2 separate regions of the Xenopus laevis genome follow, and region 2 is linked to region 1. A link is a contact called in public Hi-C data. All regions are on one chromosome and are shown on one strand. Each heading gives the region's core, a stretch centred on a gene start, on an enhancer-like site or on the middle of the called end of the contact. The rest is flanking DNA. Distances are from core to core; before and after follow the strand shown.

Region 1 (5,033 bases), core at 78-2,577:
CAATTTAGATTTAAACCTCCCGACATTCTCCAACAAGGAACACTAGGAACATAGCCACCAACACTATTAATACATTTACAGTGACACAAAGGGGTCATTTAATAAAGGTCATGGCTTGGCTCATGTTTGTTAACTTATAGCAACTAATGAGATGTATACTTGTCCCATTAGATGCTGCCTGCTGGTTGCCCTTTATCAAGTGTGGGGGCCTGACACATTAATAAAACAGTTTATTTCAAGTTATCTAGACTATTCTGTGCTCCTCCTGCTCTGATCTGTTAGGGGCTGATGCATAGAGCCTTGAAGGCAGAGCACCTATCTAATTCATTGGGTTATATTTATCAAAGAGTGGTTAGAGATCGCCATAGTCGTCTAGAGTGAAATTCCGCCACTCTCCATTCATTTCTATGGGATTTTAAAAGAGTATTTATCAATATGTGAAAGTGAAAATTCATCCTTTGATAAAAAACACCTTTTGAAATGAATGGAGAGGACTGTGGCGATCTCTAACCACTCTTTGATAAATATACCCCATTGTCTGTGTCCTATTCCATAGGCCAGTGCTGTCCAACTTCTGCGGGCCAGGATTTTCCTGGCCTATGTGGTGGAGGGCCAATAATGGAAGCCGGTGTTGACCACTCCCTGTTTTTAAACCACACCACTTTTAACCACACCCATGTTACCACAAAACCATGCCCATATTAATTGTGGTGGCACACCAAAAAGCCAAATGGTTGGTGCTCACTGCAGGGATATCACTCATCACTCATATGTGAAAAATGTAAGTCATATTAATGCATACCCTTAAATCCATATGCTGCCTTATCCCTTGTGGATAACACAGCACCCTTGAGTACATGATAAAAACACTAGAGGTGCCCCTAACAGCAATTTCCAAATGCTAACAAACCCCCAGAACAAACCCTACCAGGCTAACGTCCCACAGATAGTGTAGGGCAGACAGAGTATGGCACACACAGGGCGCATAGGGATGGCAGAGTATGACACACAAGGATCTTAGGGCAGGCAGAGTATGGCACACACAGGGTGGGCAGAATATGGCACACATAGGGCGGGCAGACAACAGCAGGAGACAGGATCACTGGTGCCCCTCCAGCAGTTTGTATGAGGTGTGAACAATATGGGCAGTTTCAGTCTGGGTCTGAGAACAGTACAAGGCTTTAGGGGTATGAACAATAGAGGTGTTACAGGTGTGAGAAATGCATAGGGTTACATGTGTGAACAATGCAGGATCTCAGTTAATCTCAGTACTGATACCTTTGAAGTTTACACAAGGTAAACAGTCACAGCAGTCAGACTTTCGTGTGGAGAAGGCCACACAAAGGGGGCATGGTTTACGGGCCACTAGTTGGACAGCACTGCCTCAGGCCACTATGGGAACCCTGAAACTATCACAAGCTTGTTTTGCTTCCCCTGCATATATAGACACCATGGGTGCTCAGTGCAGCTATGCTGAAGTGCAAATAGCAGCTGACATCAGAATTATTTTTTTTTATATCTATCATAATATTGTCTTTGCATGCTATCTATAATTTTGCCATAAAATTATCTGCAGACACTTTTACATTACCTATCTGATTCCCCGTGTTCCACTATGAAGTGGCTGTCATATTTGAGCTTCAGTAGTCTGTTTGCATTAGAAACTGACAGAAGGGACAGTCAGGTTGGCAAAACAGTCAGGTTTAGGAACTTCAAGTAACAATAACTTACAAAAGCAGCCCTATCAGTGAAAGATGATCAACATAAGCTATAGGGAATTTTCGATGTACATTAATAGTTTGAATAATATTTTGTTAGTGTCAGCATCACTTTAAGCACAAATATCTGGAATATGAAAGGTCACGAAGCGACGCAAGGCAACTGCGTGGTAAATAAACCCTCTTATTTTGACATTTCTTAGACTGCACTTCTAGCCTATGACCTGAAACCCATAATTAAGTGTTGGCTAGCCAGCGGGACACTTCAGTTCATGTATAACATCTGGAGAACCCAGCTGTATGATTCTTGCAGGCGTGGCAGGCTATTTACTCTCCCTACAGCTGCTTTCCTCGCAGAGTCACTGAATTGCAGTAATAGACACTACACATGATTGGACTTTGGAGTAACTGTGCTGTGAACTGTTTTGGCAATTTAATAGGCCAGTAATTTGCTGCGCTGAAGCAAACCCAAGCAAACAAATGACATGTGCACAACCCAGGAGAGATCCCTCCAGGATAGTAGTTTCATTATTGAACAGATGTCAGGGTGCATGGAAGTTTCTTTAGATATGTGTCACGAGAGGTATTACTTTGCTTGTGTTTAAGGAGCAGTTATTAAGGCTGTGTAATGTGTTCCAAATCAGAAAGCATAATGTTACCAGTGTACCAGCTGACAATAGAAATAGATTTGCAGCAATGTGATGTACCTGTCTGTGCTAGAGAGATATCTCTGCAGCCAGTAACAGATATGAGTTAAAGTGGTTTTTCACACGACAACTGCATAATGAAAGAAAATTTAATAGACATTATTTAAAAATGTTCAGTGGATTTAAAGGGGTTGTTCACCCTTAAATTAACTTTTAGTATGATGTAGAGAGTGATATTCTGAGACATTTTGCATTAGGTTTTTATTATTTGTGATTTTTATGTGACTTTTTATTCAACAGCTCCCCAGTTTGCAATTTCAGCAATTTGGTTGCTAGGGTACAAATTGCCCTAGCAACCATGCATTCATTTGAATGATAGACTGGAATATGAATGGGAGAGGGCCTGAATAGAAAGATAAGTAATAACAAAAAATAGCAATAACAAGACATTTGTAGCCTTACAGAGCATTTGTTTTTTAGATTACTTGAAAGCTGGAAAAAGAAGTCAGAAGACAGCAAATAGTTCAAAAACTATTTAAAAAAGGAGAATTGAACAGTTGCTTTTATATACTGTATATATAGATATAGCCATTCTATATAAAAGTTAACGTGAAGGCACCCCTTTAAAGTTATTTGTAAAACAAAATTCCATTTGAAAGCAGTTCTGACTCCTGAAACAGTGTAACAGAATTCTGTTCTTTTCAAGGACTGATTATCAGCTGGCTTCTGCTACATTCTTTTAAAGGTGGCCATACACAGTGAGATTGCCAAACGAGTGGATCTCTCCCCAATATGCCCACATTGAGGTCCCTAGGGCCCAACGATTTGATCAGAATGGAGGCGATACGGGCGGTCGGATCACGGGACCGCATCAACGAACAGATGCGGCTGCGATGTGACAGGATTTTTTTACGCTGCCCGATCAGCATCTGCCCGACTTTCAGCCAGATATCGATCAGGGACGCCCACAGGATGGCCCTACACACGGGCTAATAAGCTGCCGACAGATAGAGTCGGCAGCTTATTAGCCCATATGTAGGGCCATTGTATCAGAACCAGCAATGCAGAAGGGGCAGATGGTTGTACATGTCACAAAATGTCTTCTCATATCATCAGAGAAGAGCCCAACCAGAGGAGTTCCCAGCATACAGCACTGTGTGACATTTAGCATACGGAATCTATTTAACATTCCAAAGTCCAGAATAGCTTTTTATTGTTTGGGCAGAGTTTGTCCCTTTTCCCAAAGCAAAGAATCAATGTTTAGTTTTACTGGTCTAATGCAGTTCGTGTAACAAGAAAAAGCATTTGATTGGATCTTTTTATAATGGTTATTCCAAATGAGAGGATTATTTAGCTAAGAAAGGCTGGGTTTCTGCATTTTCTTAGTAGTGTGCAGTGTCCAGCTGAATTCTTATCTTTAACCAGTTGACTGGGCTTAGGATTCTGCCTGCGCACAAGCACTTCATTAGCACAATCTCATGTGGCTCTCCGTGTGAAGCAGAGGATAGGCTTGTGATGAATTGAAGGCTAACTGGAGATTTTCCCAGAGCTTCCCTCTGATTGCAACTTGGAGCGAAAGTAAACAAGCTCAGCAACAGAATATGAGAGGCTTAAGTTCATAAGACAACATAACAAGGGTCTTGCAGTATTCACAGAGGTGTAATAGGCCACTATATATAATGGATCATTGATATATCAAATTAATGTGATATGCTGTAGTGGGGAATATTTTCCCTAACTGGCTTCTGTCCTTCTTGCAGATTCAGATCATTATTGTGAAGGAGTCTTTCAAGTGGTATATGTAGCAGCTTGTTTGCTTAAGTTAATGTGGATGATTTACAGACCGTGGATAAGGATAAATTCAGTTGCTGAGCTGTGCAGGGAATCAGACTTACTCTGTGTTGTATCATTGATGCAGCTGTAAATGTGCAAATTCTCACACACACATATAATATATACAACACAATGGAAGCACTGCATGGCTTTGTGCCATACTCTTGCCTTATAGCGCAGAAATAATTTGCATAAGCTGTTTAGTGTCATTGGTACTGATTAATAAACAAGCAAGTAGCGCTGATTACTCGAGTTAGACAATGAAAGTATGTGCCGATGGTGCAAAGAAGCAAGGTGCAAACCCTGGTGCAAAGGTGCAACTAAATACTGGAATAATTATAGTGCAGGTTTTCTTAAAGGGATGCATTTTTTTTTGTTGTTTTTTTTACAAAATGCATCAGTTAATAGTGCAGAATCCTGCATTTATATCTGTTTTTCAAGAGCAAATAGATTTTGTTTATATTCAATTTTGAAATCACTGGGCTAGACATGTTATTAGTTTCCCAGGTGCCCTCAGTCATGTGACTTGTGCTCTGATTAACGTCAGTCATTCTTTACTGCTTCAACAAGTGAAATGCATGCTCAATTGGGTTCAGATCAGGTGACTGACTTGGCCTTTCAAGAATATTCCACTTCTTTGCTTTAAAGGGGTTGTTCACCTTCAATGTACAAATCTTATGAAACCACTAACAATGCTCTCAATGTGTTAGAAAAACCATTTTCCATAACAAAAAGTAAAAATGCCATTGTAAAAGCTAATTTTTATACCTATTAACTCAGTCCTTCTCCTGTCTCTCTGACCAGTTTTCTGAAGTGATGGGAGTGGCCTATTTTG
Region 2 (5,546 bases), core at 758-3,257, 55 kb before region 1:
TTCTAGCAAACATAAATGGCTGATAAAAAGGCTCAGTGTAAAGTCTATCACAATATTGTTTTCTGACTAGTTAAAAAAAATAAAGTGCATACAAAGGCAAAGAGGAATATGTTGCATGTTCAATTCAATGCCTAATGTACAACTTTTGTGTTTAAAAAAAGATAAATGGTGCTTTCTCCCCTCTCTTGTGCTAGAGTCTGCACTCTAATTTAGTATGCTAGTAGTGTTTCTATGGAGATAAAAATATTTCATCTCAGTTCTATAAAATGATGGGCTATATAGCAAGGGAAGAAATTCTCTTTATTTGGCAGTGCTCCAAAGTGCATTAAGTGTCAGAAATCCATTCTGTAGGTGTTTACAGTATCTTTGCTGACAATTATGGGCTACAATTGTATTTGTATGGACAGAGTGATTAGTGATTATTGGCGTTTTCACACATAAAACTGTATTTGTACCAGAACAGAGAGTGTATCCCCCTGTTTAGCAACTGGCCTGTGAGATTAAGGTAGATGGGAATGGCCAGCCTAATATAAATGAACGGTCTGTCACTGCTACTTGGGTTTATTGCTACAGTTCCAATAAGCCTCTGCTTTTTCTAGCCTAGTCAAACCACAAGTTTCATAGCGACAAGGCATTGAATAAGTTAGTTTACCTTATGCAATGCAGAGGCTTTGCAAATAGATAGATCTCTAATTCATGTGACACAGGCAGAGTGGAATGATAAAGTGATTTGGATGCAAAGGAGAAAGTGCTAAGGAATCCAACTTGTCCAGATAGGCAGCATCCTGATCTAGCAACATTGTTTCCCTTATATGAGGTGCAAGTTTGTAGAGCATGCAATTCTAAACTGTAGTAGAAACATTTCTGTTGTCCTAGTGAGTAGTGATGTGCGGGTTGACCTGCAGGTTTGCTGCCAGTTGGGTGGGTTTAGGAAATTGACCAACCATTGCTTGTTAGGGTTGGGTGCAGATCAGACTGAGGACATCGCTGTCTCCAGTTACAAGTCACTTCCACCCTGGTACAATGCACCAATGTAAGGTTGTGTAGGATCAGTTGACTACAACCAGGGGAACTTGGGAACTTGGGAACTTTGCGTGTGTGACCAAGCATGGCCACCTGCACCAGTTGCTCCTTGTGCGTACGCCATAGTGATTGCTAGGGGCATTTTCTGGCCAAAATAATACAGTTTTCCCCATTCTGACTGCAGGCTGTATTAGCCCAGCCCCATACCTCCAGTGGGGAAACCCAATTTTGCTATGATAGGTGGTTTTTAAGCCACCTGGGTAGAATACTTATGGTTGATATGCCCAGGGTTTGTCTGGGTTCTGAATCTGCACATTGGGGGTATTTTTAAGCACAGCATCTTCAGATGTAGTATTCCTGGCCTTACTGTCTGTCATAGGCCCCATTGCCCCTTCCAGCAGGAGAGATGCCCACTCTTTAAAGCAGGCAATTCAAAATTAATAGGGGCTGCCACAACAGAGAGCAGAGTCAGGGCGCAGAGTGGAAAATTGCTTTTTTTAAAATGACCCTTATCTAATACAGAGGCCACGTCTCATCGTGATCTACCCAGAGCGGTCAACTTTTACTGCTTGTTTCTAGAGGGATATGCTGCGTGCGCTGCACACCATTTTCCATAACCGGAAGTAACGCAGGATGAAGCGGCATCAGAAATGGGGGGAATGTTTAAAAAAAACTAATGGGAGACAGAGGCCAAAATCTGGTAACTCCCGAGACAATAGGGGAGGTAAACAGCTATGACGATCTGCCAGCCGCTCTAGGCAACCCAGCCGCAGCAATTCGCAACCAAGTACGCGCGTGCGTAACCGTGCGCACCTGAGGACGCGCGTGCGTAACCGTGCGCACCCGAGAACGCGCGTGCGTAACCGTGCGCAAACGAGGGCGCGCGTGCGTAACCGTGCGCAATCGAGGGCGCGCGTGCGTAACCGTGCGCAACCAAGGACGCGCGTGCGTAATCGTGCGCACCCGAGGACGCGCGTGCGCAGCCGTGTGTAGTTGTGCGCAAAGCACTTAGATGTCAGAGAGCGCACCCACTTTTTCTGAGGTAACAGTTGCCGGACTAGGGGTAGGCTGCCGTATTTGCCTGGCGCCCCTTAAGCTTTGCGCCCTGGGCAAGTGCCTCTTCTTCTGCTTACCCCTACTTCCAGCCCTGCTGGGGATACTGATGATTTTAATTTCCAGAAATAAACTTCAACGTTTTTTTTTCCAACAAGTAGTGTACAGAGTGCTTGCCGACCTACTTTGAGGTTGACAGCTCTGTCTACCTCCTTTACAGCACAAAAGCAGCTATGATTGTTGTGCTTATAACTAATTAGAAAATTGTTATATGTAAATAAAACACATTTTTTTTGGTTTTTGAGGTACGTGCCTGGCTTCTATCTGATCCTAACTAAGCTGCATAAACCCATATTGGTGGCAAAACAATCCTATTGGGTTTATTTCATGTTTAAATATTTAATCGACTTTCAATTTTCGTATATTTAAAGGGGTGGTTCACCTTTACATACTTTTAGTATGTTATAGAATGACTAATTCTAAGCAACTTTTCAGATGGCCTTAGTTTTTTATTTTTTATGGTTTTTGAACTATTTGCCTTCTGTCTCTTTTGTAGGGGTCACTGACACTATCTCAAAACAAATGCTCTGTAATGTACAAATGTATTGTTATTGCTAAATTTTATTACTCTTCTTTCTATTCAGGCCCTCGGCTATTCATATTCCAGTCTCTTATTCAAATCAATGCGAGGGTTGTTAGGGTAATTTGGACTCTAGCAACCAGAATGCTGAAATTGCAAACTGAAAAGCTGCTGCAAAAATGCTAAATAACTTAAAAACCACAAATAATTAAAAAAAATTAAAACCAACTGCAAACAGACTCTCTTCATCACGCTAGAAGTTTATTTAAAGCTGAACAACCCCTTTAAGGTATGATGATCTAAATTAAGGAAAAATCCTTGATCCCAAGCATTCTGCGTAATAGATCCCATTCCTGTATCTACCAGTTCCTATGGTCATTCCTACTGAACAGTTTCTCCACGAGGAACACTCAGAACAAATATCAAACTACTAAAGGCACCTATTATCCTCATGAGTAGCTGTAAGAATTGTTGTTATATGTGTGTTCTTTACTTTTTCCAAAGAAACAAGAACAAATGTAATGCAGGGTTGTATCTTGAAGTTACTAAAGAAACCCTTCTGGATTCACATTGTAGTGTAAAAGGAAAAGCAAGACGGGCACATCTATGTTGAAAAAGCAGCAGCTATTATAATATTTGGAAGCAAGGATTCCTACTGGGCCTCAACAGAATGACAAGCATGCCTCACAGCTTAAAAACACTACTCTAGAGATGCAACCATTATGTTAAGATTGTGCTGAATATAGTGTGAAAAGGAAATAAATATAACGGATTTATTAATCATTGGGGTACACAAATGATCTTAAAGGAACAGTAACACCAAAAAAATTAAAGTGTTTTAAAGTAATGAAAATATCATGTATCTTTTATATAAACTATAGTAGTGTTCCTGAAGTAAACACAGCAGTTTTACCAGTGCATTTTTTGATGTTACTGTTCCTTTAACCTCAAGATTAAATGATTTAAACTGAGTCTCGCAGGATCCTATAGCTACAAGCCACCCACTGCTGGGGGAAGGTCACATTTTAATTCATTGACAGCCACCATAGACCTGTGTTTGTTTTGTTCCTATGTAAAGAAAAAAGGTGTTGCAACAGATCTGCAAAAATGTGCTAGTATGTAAGGACAAGAAGATTCTTTCTGTGACCTAAAGGAGACCTGCTGATATGACCTCCACTGTATCATCATGTGGAAAGCCCTGAGGTGTCACACCAGTACATAACTTTGCTACCACTATTAGGGTCAGGGCACACGTTCAGATTCGGGGAGATTAGTCGCCCAGTGACAAATCCCCTCTTCTTCGGGGCAACTAATCTCCCAGAACTAGCTCCCGCTGGCTAGAATGTAAATCACCATCAGGATGGCACTTGGAGCGCTTCATTTTCCGAAGTCGCCCGAAGTTTCCTCGTGAGGCAACTTCGGGCGACTTCGGAAAACGAAGCGATCCGAGTGCCATCTCACCGCTCACCCCGAATCTGAGCATGTGCCCTGACCCTTAAGGATTTTTTCCTGCTTTAAGGTTTAAGGATTAACATCATGTACAGAGGAGCATTTCAGGGTCTGCTGTGGTGGGAAGGTACATTCAGTGCACAGCTGGCACACTGCCTATATACACTAAGTTACATGCACAGCTAATAAGAATCATGAGCACTGGTGTGACTGATCAGAAGCAAATACATGTGCCTGGTTCCATTGTTGCATCCCTAATGCACATGCCAACGGCCACATTATTAACTGCTTGATATTACTGCAGCTGCTTTGCAATAACTGCACATTCAATTGCACCACAGCACAGTACACATACTCTAAGTTGAAGTCTTGACCTGGGTCAATTTCATGAACCCTTCTGCTATGCCTACCAGCCCCCTCTTGGCTACGCTGCTGCTCCCTATTAACCCTTGCTGCCTCTTATTAAGGCCTCAGGACAGCTTGTATATAATGTTGCAAATGAGGGCTGGAAGATTCGCTCAGAACTTGCATCCGCTGACTTATAGTTGAATGATGTTTATAATGCAAATTGTGGTAGTGTAGCTGGATATATTTTCCCATATACAATCACATCAAAGACAATAGACTACAAATTATACAAGCAAACAAAAGAGAGGAGATTGATCAATGCACATTCCCTGGTCCCCTGAGTAATTTAGTATCAATGCAAGTGCATGTATTTACCAAAACGGGGATTTTAGTTACAAAGTTATGATCATAAAATTGGTAAGCCACAGGGGAGATTCTAGCCATTATGCCGCCTGAGGTGGCCTTCTTTTGCCGCCCCCGCCCCTCCCCACAGCACTCACCTTTAGAGCGCCAGAATGGGCAGAGTCGGTCCATGTTGCTTAGAGCCAATTACGCTCTATGCACTAGAAGAGATTTCCGGGTTGAAAACCGAAAATTCGTGTTTTAGTTACCAGGCCGCCCCTGGCAACCAGGGGGGTGCTGCCGCCTGAGGCGAGTAGCTCAACTTGCCTCATTGCCTCATTGGTGAAGCACCCCTGGTAAGCCACTATATTAAAGTAAACCCTATATGGTGGTCCCTAAACTTCTTAGTTCTGGTCATATTTTCATATTCTGGCACGTTCCTGCATGGTAGCATTACAGTGTCGGACTGGGACACCAAGGGCCCACCAAAAAACCTTAGACAAGGGCCCACACACTGGCGTGTGTGCCGATATTCACGAATGCGCGGGGGGCACTGGAGGGTAGTAACCTGGTGGGCCCCCCGATGTCCAGTCCAACTGTGGTCTTAATGCTTCCTCCCCTGCTTATGTCTTTTAAAGGAGAGAGACAGCCCAGACCAACACCCATTTTTAAAGGCATAAGACCACAATTAAAGCTCGGGTGTGACTGTGGAATTGCTGCAACCACATGGAGGTTTGGGGGCACTCCAAGG

The links. Hi-C and Micro-C count contacts between places; a contact is called where the count stands out from the background.
Region 2: a contact with region 1 is called in a Hi-C map of the XTC cell line, with 3 times the contacts expected there. The contact joins two enhancer-like sites. A contact is called at or near these places in 2 of 4 Hi-C or Micro-C datasets (the XL177 cell line and the XTC cell line).

Annotation. Positions count from the first base shown.
Region 1 is chr1L:132,337,550-132,342,582 of Xenopus_laevis_v10.1, reverse strand. The region is part of intron 3 of mob3b.L (MOB kinase activator 3B); the gene reads left to right. Among protein-coding and RNA genes, the nearest start is that of LOC108713948, 49 kb to the right of the region's middle. Within about 2 kb of position 1,327, at least 1 of the 7 cell types and tissues checked has an H3K27ac peak or open chromatin away from gene starts, as enhancers often do.
Region 2 is chr1L:132,392,967-132,398,512 of Xenopus_laevis_v10.1, reverse strand. No RefSeq gene overlaps it. Among protein-coding and RNA genes, the nearest start is that of mob3b.L, 3.1 kb to the right of the region's middle. Within about 2 kb of position 2,007, at least 1 of the 7 cell types and tissues checked has an H3K27ac peak or open chromatin away from gene starts, as enhancers often do.